2 separate regions of the Macaca mulatta genome follow, and region 1 is linked to region 2. A link is a contact called in public Hi-C data. All regions are on one chromosome and are shown on one strand. The core of a region is the stretch at or near the end of the contact, and the rest is flanking DNA. Distances in the headings are between cores, read along the strand shown.

The links. Hi-C and Micro-C count contacts between places; a contact is called where the count stands out from the background.
Region 1: a Hi-C map of fetal cortical plate shows a contact between it and region 2, with 5 times the contacts expected there. The contact joins the promoter of ZFHX2 here to the enhancer-like site in region 2. A contact is called at or near these places in 7 of 14 Hi-C or Micro-C datasets (CD4 T cells, blood, cortical neurons and 4 more).

What each region holds. Positions count from the first base shown.
Region 1 is chr7:96,648,538-96,653,019 of T2T-MMU8v2.0, reverse strand. It overlaps ZFHX2 (zinc finger homeobox 2), which reads left to right and starts at 2,915. Exons shown (of 10, transcript XM_028851431.2): 1 at 2,915-3,359. The region is part of intron 1 of THTPA (thiamine triphosphatase); the gene reads right to left. LOC144330174 (a long non-coding RNA gene) reads left to right here. Exons shown (of 3, transcript XR_013396117.1): 3 at 2,682-2,916.
Region 2 is chr7:96,579,583-96,583,834 of T2T-MMU8v2.0, reverse strand. No RefSeq gene overlaps it. Among named protein-coding and RNA genes, the nearest start is that of NGDN, 13 kb to the right of the region's middle. Within about 2 kb of position 1,859, at least 13 of the 40 cell types and tissues checked have an H3K27ac peak or open chromatin away from gene starts, as enhancers often do. A contact at or near this core is called in fetal cortex germinal zone and fetal cortical plate, where this site is marked.

The sequences.
Region 1 (4,482 bases), core at 1,666-4,165, 68 kb before region 2:
TTGAATGCTTTGGGAGACAAAATATTAATAGAAATGATTCCTTCTTACTCCCTCTGAGGATTATGGTTATCTGGAGACTCTAATTATATGTCTGACCTTCCATGTGAGGAAGCTCCCTGAGGAACTGTGGCTCTTAACTCCTGGACTCCTTCCTATGATGGGTGAGAAGTGCCATGTTCTCAACACCTGCCCTCTCCCCAGTATGTTTTTGGAAACACATGACCAGTGAGAGGTATTATAAGGAGAAGGACACTGGTTTAAAGACATGGCATTTTGGCCAAGTGCGTTGGCTCACACCTGTAATCCTACCGCTTTGGGAGGTGGAGGCAGGAGGATCACTTGAGGCCAGGAGTTTGAGACCAGCCTGGGCAACATAGCAAGACCCTGTTTCTAAAAAAAAAAAAAAATTTTTTTTTTAGTTAGCTGCGTGTGGTAGCGCATGCCTGTGGTCCCAGCTGCTCAGGAGGTTGAAGCAGGGGGATAGCTTGAGCCCAGGAGGTCAAGGGCAGTGAGCTATGATCCTGCTACTGCCTGTACTCGGCAACAGAGCAAGACCCTGTGTAAAAATAAATAAACAAATGGCATCTTGAACTTGGGATAGCTTGGGTGAACCCCTGGCCCCACTCCATGTTAAGCACCATTCGTTAGGGAGGGAAGCAACCCCAGCTCCTAGGGCCTGCTTTTCATCCATCTTTTGCTTTCCAGTTTTGCTAACCTGGGATGAAGACCTAATTTTTCCTTGTGTTATAAGGTCCAATCCAGTGGGGTAAAAGCTGCAGCTTATTTGAACAGAAAGATCAGTTTCCGGAGCCAGACCTGGGGTTGACTCCCAGCTTCACTTTCTAGATGTTTGGCCATCGGCAAGCTACTCTACTTCCCTAAGCATCTGCTTTTTCTTTTTTTTTTTTTTTTTTTGAGACTGAGTCTCACTCTGGCATCTCAGCTCACTGCAACCTCTGCCTCCCAGGTTCAAGTGATTCTCCTGCCTCAGCCTCCTGAGTAGTTGGGACTACAGGCACATGCCACCACACCTGCCTGATTTTTGTTTTTTATTTGTTTGTTTTTGTTTTTGAGATGGAGTTTCACTCTTGTTGCCCAGGCTGGAGTGCAATGGTGTGATCTTGGTTCACCGCAACCTCTGCCTCTCGGGTTCAAGGAATTATTCTATGTCAGCCTCCCAAATAGCTGGGATTACAGGTGCATGCCACCACGCCCAGATAATTTTGTATTTTTAGTAGAGACAGGGTTTCTCCATGTTGGTCAGGCTGGTCTTGAACTCCTGACCTCAGGTGATCCACCCACCTTGGCCTCCCAAAGTGCTGGGATTACAGGCGTGAGCCACCACACCCAGCCAGCCTCTGCTTTTTCGTTGAGAAAATGTGGTCTGCCCCACAGTTACCTATGAGGATTCAGTCATAAACTGTTACATAGTATAAACTCAAAATGTTCATTTCTTTCTCTTTTTTGTCATGTGAACTTCAGGGTTTTGTTGTGTTGTTTAAGAGAAGTAGGCTATAGCAGTTAGTGTGGGCTCTGGACCCAGACCATGGAGGTTTTTGAATCCTGGTGCTGTCACTTACTTATTGGCCATTGGACCTTGGGCCTGTTAATTCACTTATTTGTGCCTTAGTTTCCTCAACTGTAAAATGGGACTATAATAGTATCTATTATATTGATACTATTGAGATTGAGAGGACCAGACAATATATGTAAAAGTGCTTGAAACTGTCCCTGTGCATTCAAGAAATCTTAGAAATTATTGTTATTAGAATACGGGAGCGGCAGGGCGAGGTGGCTCACGCCTATAATCCCAGCACTTTGGGAGGCTGAGGCTGGTGGATCACCTGAGGTCAGGAGTTCCAGACCAGCCTGGCTAAGATGGTGAAACCCCCATCTCTACTAAAAATACAAAATTAGCAGGGCATGGTGACGGGCACCTATATAATCCCAGCTACTTGGGAGGCTGAGGCAGGAGAATCACTTGAACCTGGGAGGCGAAGGTTGCAGTGAGCTGGGATCATGCCACTGCACTGCAGCCTGGGCGACAGAGTGACTCTGTCTCAAAAAACAACAACAAAAAATGGGCTGGACGCAGCGGTGGCTCATACCTGTAATCCCAGCACTTTGGGAGGCCGAGGCAGGCGGATCACAAGGTGAGGAGTTGGAGACCAGCCTGACCAACATGGTGAAACCCCGTCTCTACTAAAAATACAAAAATTAGCTGGGTGTGGTGGTGCTTGCCTGTAATCCCAGCTACTTAGGAGGCTGAGGCAGGAGAATCGCTTGAACCCAGTGGTGGAGGTTGCAGTGAGCCGAGATCACGCCACTGCACTCCAACCTGGGCGACTGAGCGAGACTCCATCTCAACAACAACAAAAAAATAAAAAATAAAAAAAAATTGCAGGAACACTTAATGAGCTGATAAACTGAAGATGAGGAGGAGGAGCCCGAACCTCCCACTACCCAGCTCAGGGGACTATGTAACCGCGTGGAGGAGGCAGAAGCTCTCAGAGACTAAAGAGTAATTGCTGCGGTAGAAAAGGTTCTAGTACCCAATAGGAGAGGGGGGGAATAATAAGGCAGGAAGAAGGGAATGAAAAAAAGGAGGCCTTGGGCGGCTCAGGGTTTGTTCTGTAGCTGATTTAAAACAAAACAACAAAACACATGTATGGTTTCTGCAGACCACAGGATGAAGAAGAGAGGAGACGGAAAAGAGTTTAAAGGGGCCTGCCCTCTTTGCAAGCACCGGCTTGAACTTGGAGCCAGAGTCGAGGAGGCGACCTGATGGGCTGGCCGGCCTGCCCCCAGGCTCTGGGTCCCGCGAGGCGGGCGGGCGCGAACAGACTACAACTCCCGGCATGCGCCGCGGCGGGCGGGTCGCTGCACCTGCTCAGTGGGGCCGCCCCGGGCGCCTGGGTATTGATTATTCCATTGTGTGGGACGCCTCGACTCCAGCCAGTGAATGAGGCGGAGGAGTGAGGGCGAGGAGGAGGAGGAGGGCGAGGAGGAGGAGGAGAAGGAGGAGGAGGAGGAGGAGGAGGAGGAGGAGGCAGGGAGCGAGCGAGTGCCCAGGGTGAATCAATGGAAACCCCCTCACGAAGCCGGGGAAACACTTCAGCCGCAGCCAAATAGCATTGATTATTTTCCTTCACTTCCCTCACCGCCGTGAATTTATTTATTTATTTTTTCCATCTCCGTCCCCGACGCCCCGGAGCGAGCGCTGGAGGGAGGGAGGAGGAGGGGAAAAAAGAGGAATCAACACATCGGAGAAGTCCCTTCCAAGAGCCGCCCCCTCCCCTCCCCGCCTCGCGCTGCTCGGCGGCCGCGGTTCGACTCCCGTCCCTGCTTCCAGCTGAGGTGTAAGTGCATCGATTTCCGATGCTGCTGGGTTGGTTTTTTTCTCCTCTCCCTCTCTCTCTTCTTCCCTTCCTTGCTCTTTGGAAGCTCGAGACGGGAGAGGAGGCGCTCGGAGACTGCCGCTGGAGGGGACGGAGAGGGACGAGAAGGGGCTGGGGGAGGGGACAAGGACGGACGGACAGACAGACCGAGAGCCCAGGGAGAAAGCAGACAGGGGTGTGGGAGGAAGAGGGCGTGCGCGGGGACGGGGGTAGAGAGAGATGCGGGGGTGGAGGGAGAAACGGGAACGGGAAAGGCAGAGGCCCGCCGGACAGACGGAGGGTATGGAAAGCCTAGACGGACCGCGCTGAGCTGTGCAGGGAGCGGGGGTCCCGGAGGGAAGGGGAGGCCCGGTGAGTGTGAGGGCTCAGAGCTGTCAGCCTGGAGGGGCCTGGGTCTCGGCGGCCCCCCGCCGGCTGTGGGACGGGAGAACAGCGGCCGGCTGGCTGATGGATGGGCTAGCGCGCTGGGGCGTGGAGTGGGAGGGGACGTGGATACCCTCAATCTTCGTTCGTTTTTGGCTGAAGTTGGGCTTTCCATTCCTTTTTTTGAAAGGGTTGAGTAGGTGAGGGGAGGCCACATGCCCATTCAAGGTGAAGCGTGTCTGTCCTGCACGCCCATCCCACCACCCCCATCCGCTCTTGTCTGCCCCTCTGAGCAGCCGTATCATTTTCAAGCACAAGACCACGCTTCTCGCTGCGCCTGTAGCCCCGCTGATCTCTGTCCATGTGTCCCTGACTTTTGGTTTTGCCATTCATCTCGTCTCTTCCATCCCATCCATCTCTGGGTCTGTATGTCACTGCCTTCACTTGTGACCCTTCCCATCCCAGTGATCCTCTCCTTGTGTGTCTCTGTCACTATGTGTCACGCGTTGGCTGCCTGTTCTGTCGGTCTAGAACTCCATGCCCTCTCCTTCAGAGTCTGTCTGGATATCTCTGGCCTTTTCAAGCTACTTTGGAATTTGCTTATCAGTCATGATTGTGGTGGTCACAGTCAGGGCCTGGAGGAGTGGGATGATGGAGCAAATGTGTCTCCACCAAAGCCTCTAGTGCCTTCAGCATGGCCAGGACAGCCTCCTCTTCCACC
Region 2 (4,252 bases), core at 610-3,109:
GCAAAAGAAAACAAAAATCAAACAATTTTAGCTACAGCAATGTAAGTACCTAGAAAAAAAAAATAGTTAAAACTCAATTTACTGCTCTCCCAAAGGATGCTAAAGCAGAAAAGTCTCTATCATCCACTTCAACAAATATTTATTGGGCCTCGCTTTTTAAAAGAGGGACCTAAACAGAGATCACTGTCTATATTACATGAAACCATGATCCCAACTACAGTCCCCTGAATAGAGCAAAAAAGATCTCTAAGAAAGGAAACAGGAAAATCTGCCGAGGAAATGAAGAGGCCATTGGCCTCTGCCTCCACCAACACATGTATGCACCTTAGGAAGGCAGGAGAGGCAGGCAAGAAGACAGGGCTCCACAGGTACTTCCAAGGCTCAGACAGTAAGGCGAGGGATTGGTGTTCTAGTCCCTGCTTTTCACTTGGCTCTGGCAAACTCTGCCTCTCCCCATAGTCCAGGATTCAGTCTTGACCCACACATGCTGAGGAAATGGAAGCCAGCCATTCTAGGACTGCCACTTAAGCTAAGGAAGATCTCCTCCCACCAGGGAATCAAGGAAAGAGGTCCATATTCTGGCCTATTCCTAGGATATACAGAAGTCAGACTCAGCACTACCATCCAGGGAATAACTAGGATGCTATTAATTCATAAAGAATAATCCAGTAAGAGAAAAATTAGCCATCCTAGAAATTGGATAACTTTACAATAAAAAACACTGCTGAATTAGGTGGTTGTGGGGTACTGGTCTCACAATGAAAGGTCTCCAAAATAAAGTTAAGAAGTGAGATGATGCCTGAGCTGACATAACAGTCTAAGGAGTGTGGGTGTATTCTGGAAAGGCTAAACAATACAGGGCACTGTGGGCTGAATGGGGCAACCATGTAAATTCAGCTGTGATAAAAGAATGACACGAAATGACAAAAAGAGGAAGCAGACTACAAGAGTGTGCCAAGGTCCTGCAGCCAGAATTGTGTTCAGCAGTGACCAGAGAGCCAGGATGCCCATCACATAAGTGTCACAGGTCCTGGCAAGAACCTTCTAAGGACACAAAAGATCAGTAATAGGACATCTCCTCCAGTCTTCAAAACATAGGATAACGAAAGTAGAAGTATCCTTAGCAATCTAATCCAAAAGTTTCTGGATGAAGCCACTATTATCTGAATTATTGCTATTCCCTAGCTCCCATTTTCCCAGCATGTAGAACCCAAATCTGTAGATTCAGATAACACAGGATCGATCCCTTGCCAAGTTAACTCTCATTATCCAAATCCAGGAACTGAATAGATGCAGACAGCAAAGGATATTTTCTCTCTCCTATCATGTTTCCCCTACAAAGCCTCGTCATTCTCCCCACCTACTCTTCAGTACTGACCCCTCGGTTCTCCTCACCCTGTTCTCTTCTAAGCCACTCTCATCTACAGCCCTCTTTCATTGGGAGAGTCATGTGTAAGATGTCAAGGATAGAACAGATAATGAAAAAGAAAGGGAGTAAGGAAGAGTGTAGATTTCAGATAAGGAAGTGAGATGGAGATCCTGCAGAAAGACAGAGAGAAAGAGATAGAAAAAGAAAGGAGTAAGGAAGAGTATAGATTTCAGATAGGGAAGTGAGATGGAGATCCTGCAGACAGACAGAAAGAAAGAGAGAGACAGAAAGCAAGAGAGCTGGAGCTGGGGGAGGGGAAGAAGATGGCACTGCGGAAAAAAAGAGCACCACAAAATTAATTTGAGGAAGGGAACAGTAGAGGAGACGTTGGTGGAATAACAATCAGGCAGTAGAGGGCTGGAGAAAGGGGGAGGGCGACAGGGTGGGGAGGAATGATGTTGGTGGGGAGGGCCCTGCCTGCAAAGCAACAGCAGCACCACCTATGGGTATGGCGAAGGGCTACAGGCTGCAACAAAAGAGGTCCTCGCCTGGGCATGGGAGTCTGGGGTGCAGGTTGGGAGGAAGAAGCCATGGCTTTTGCCCTTCAAACCTCTTGGTTACACAACATGCAGGCTAGAAGAATAAATTGTATATGGCTCTCCTGGGAAGAGAGGGACTTAAGGTAAGGGAGGGAAGACAGAGAACTCCCGGCTTTTTCCATTACAAGGGGGTTTCCCCTTCAGAATTCAGGCAGTAAAAAAGACAAGAATATGAAGAGGGAGGAACACCAGGTACTGAAAGGAATGTGAGCACCTGCTTATTTCATTACCTGGAGAAAGAGTTTTTATCTTTATTTCCAAGTGATTTCCTTTCCCCACTGGATATGAGAGAATACAGCTACCTCCCTGGGGCCATGAATGCCCCTCACTGGGCTGCTTCCTCCCAGCACTGCCTCAAAACTCCCAACCACCATTAGAAACCCCCAGGGAGCCACCAAGCTCTAAGAAGGAAAGAAGGGAAAGGTTCCCCCCCACCAAACAGACCAAGTGGGGGAGGACAGGGTGGAATGAAAGAGAGAATGCAAAAGCTCTGCAGAGGGAGGGGAGAGAGAAATGTGATCAGCAGTATTTGTTGTGCTTCCAGGGAGGAAGGATCTGTCACATTTTTAATAATAATAAATACATGAAGACAGATTTGCCAGCACTGCTCTGGCTCCTTGAGAAGTGTGGGGGAGGGGAAGCAATGCAGCTGCAGCACAGACCAATATCTCCCCCTCCCCTCCCCTATTAGATAGGCTCAAGTATTGCAGCAGCCTCCCCCCTCCCCCTCTAACCGCAGTCCTCCCCTTCACAGCCCACCCTTTCCATGGTCCCTTCACACAGATCTGCCCCTCCTTCCCCCACTTGTATCTCTACTCACTCCAACCCCACTCTATCCTTTCAGTGCTGGTCCTCATTTAACACACGCTTACTCTAGCTGGAAGAGGCCTTAGCACCTACATCTTAGATGAATGAATCTGCTCCCCCAATCCTGAGGCTGTGCTCTTTCCAATCAGTGCCCTTCATTAGCTGACAGCAATCTTCCCTCATACCCCACACAACATTCCCACAGATGTAATCCAGCACATTTCAGCATTTCCTGGATTCCACCAAAAAGGATTGCTTTTCTTCCCCATTTTAATCTCAATGTGACCTCCTTTCTCACATCCTTCCTTAAATATAATGGCCATCAAATGTGTTTGTGTTTAGGGGGTGTCAGGGCCTCAAGACTCGGTGACTACTGCCACCTATTGACCCAAATTTGTTCAAGATAGACCTTTAATACACTTCTTACACAGCGACGCTCTGTTATTTCAAAAGCATCAATAGCTTAAACATGCAAAGGCATGGCTCTTGGGGCTTCTCTGAGACCCTCTGAACAATGAGATCAAAGAAACACAAAAGCAAGACTGGGCAGAGAGCCAGAGCATTGATGCCTTTCCTCATGCAGAGGCAGAAAACAAGGCCCAAGGAATGAAAAAGCAACTTTAAGTTCCCTCAAGGTTCTCTAAGCAAAGATGAATAGGAAAGAGTTTTTCTTAAGGGCTGGTAAAAATTTCACGTATCACAATATAAATGATGTTACTAATGGAGCAGGAGGCAGGATTCCACTCACATACCTCCATCAAATTAGCCAAATCTTTGGCATGAATCTGGGATTTATACACTTACACGATTCCAGGGAGGATGGGGGACACTCAGAGGTGTTTGACTCTCACCCAATCGGTACCAATCAGAACTTGGACAAACTGGGCTCTGAAAAAGGGCAGGTCTATACCACGCAGTTCTGTGGTTTAGCTACGTCCTATTCACCAACCCAAGGAATGAGGAGAGTTTGAACTCTCCACGGTGCTGACAATTGACACACTAATAATCTCTCCCACAAACAAAACACATTTTTCCTGATAAGGTTATCTATGAAGACTGTTGTGAATTCCCAACAGACATTTCCCCAAGCCTTCATAAAATCCTAACAAAACAATGCTTTTACGGCAAAGACAGGCCTTGGTCAAACTCTCTTCCCTATCCCCTAAGATGAAAAGAATAAGGTGGACATTTAAACTACTTGTACAGAATAAAGCTATCACATGATAAAACGATCACGATAAAACTGAACAAGGTGCTCATGTGTGCATTAATGACAGCTATTACTTAGTGAACACCAGAAATGATCTGTTGTCAGCAATACACTGAGAAAATCTGATATTCATATGGTCTGAATAATCAGAGAACTGAATCTATGAGTAGGAATAAGGGAAAGAAAAAAGTGAACAGAACAGCCATAACAAAATCCTAAAATTTTAATTCTTAGTTCCCTTGTTCTACTACCCTAACAGTTGTTCTC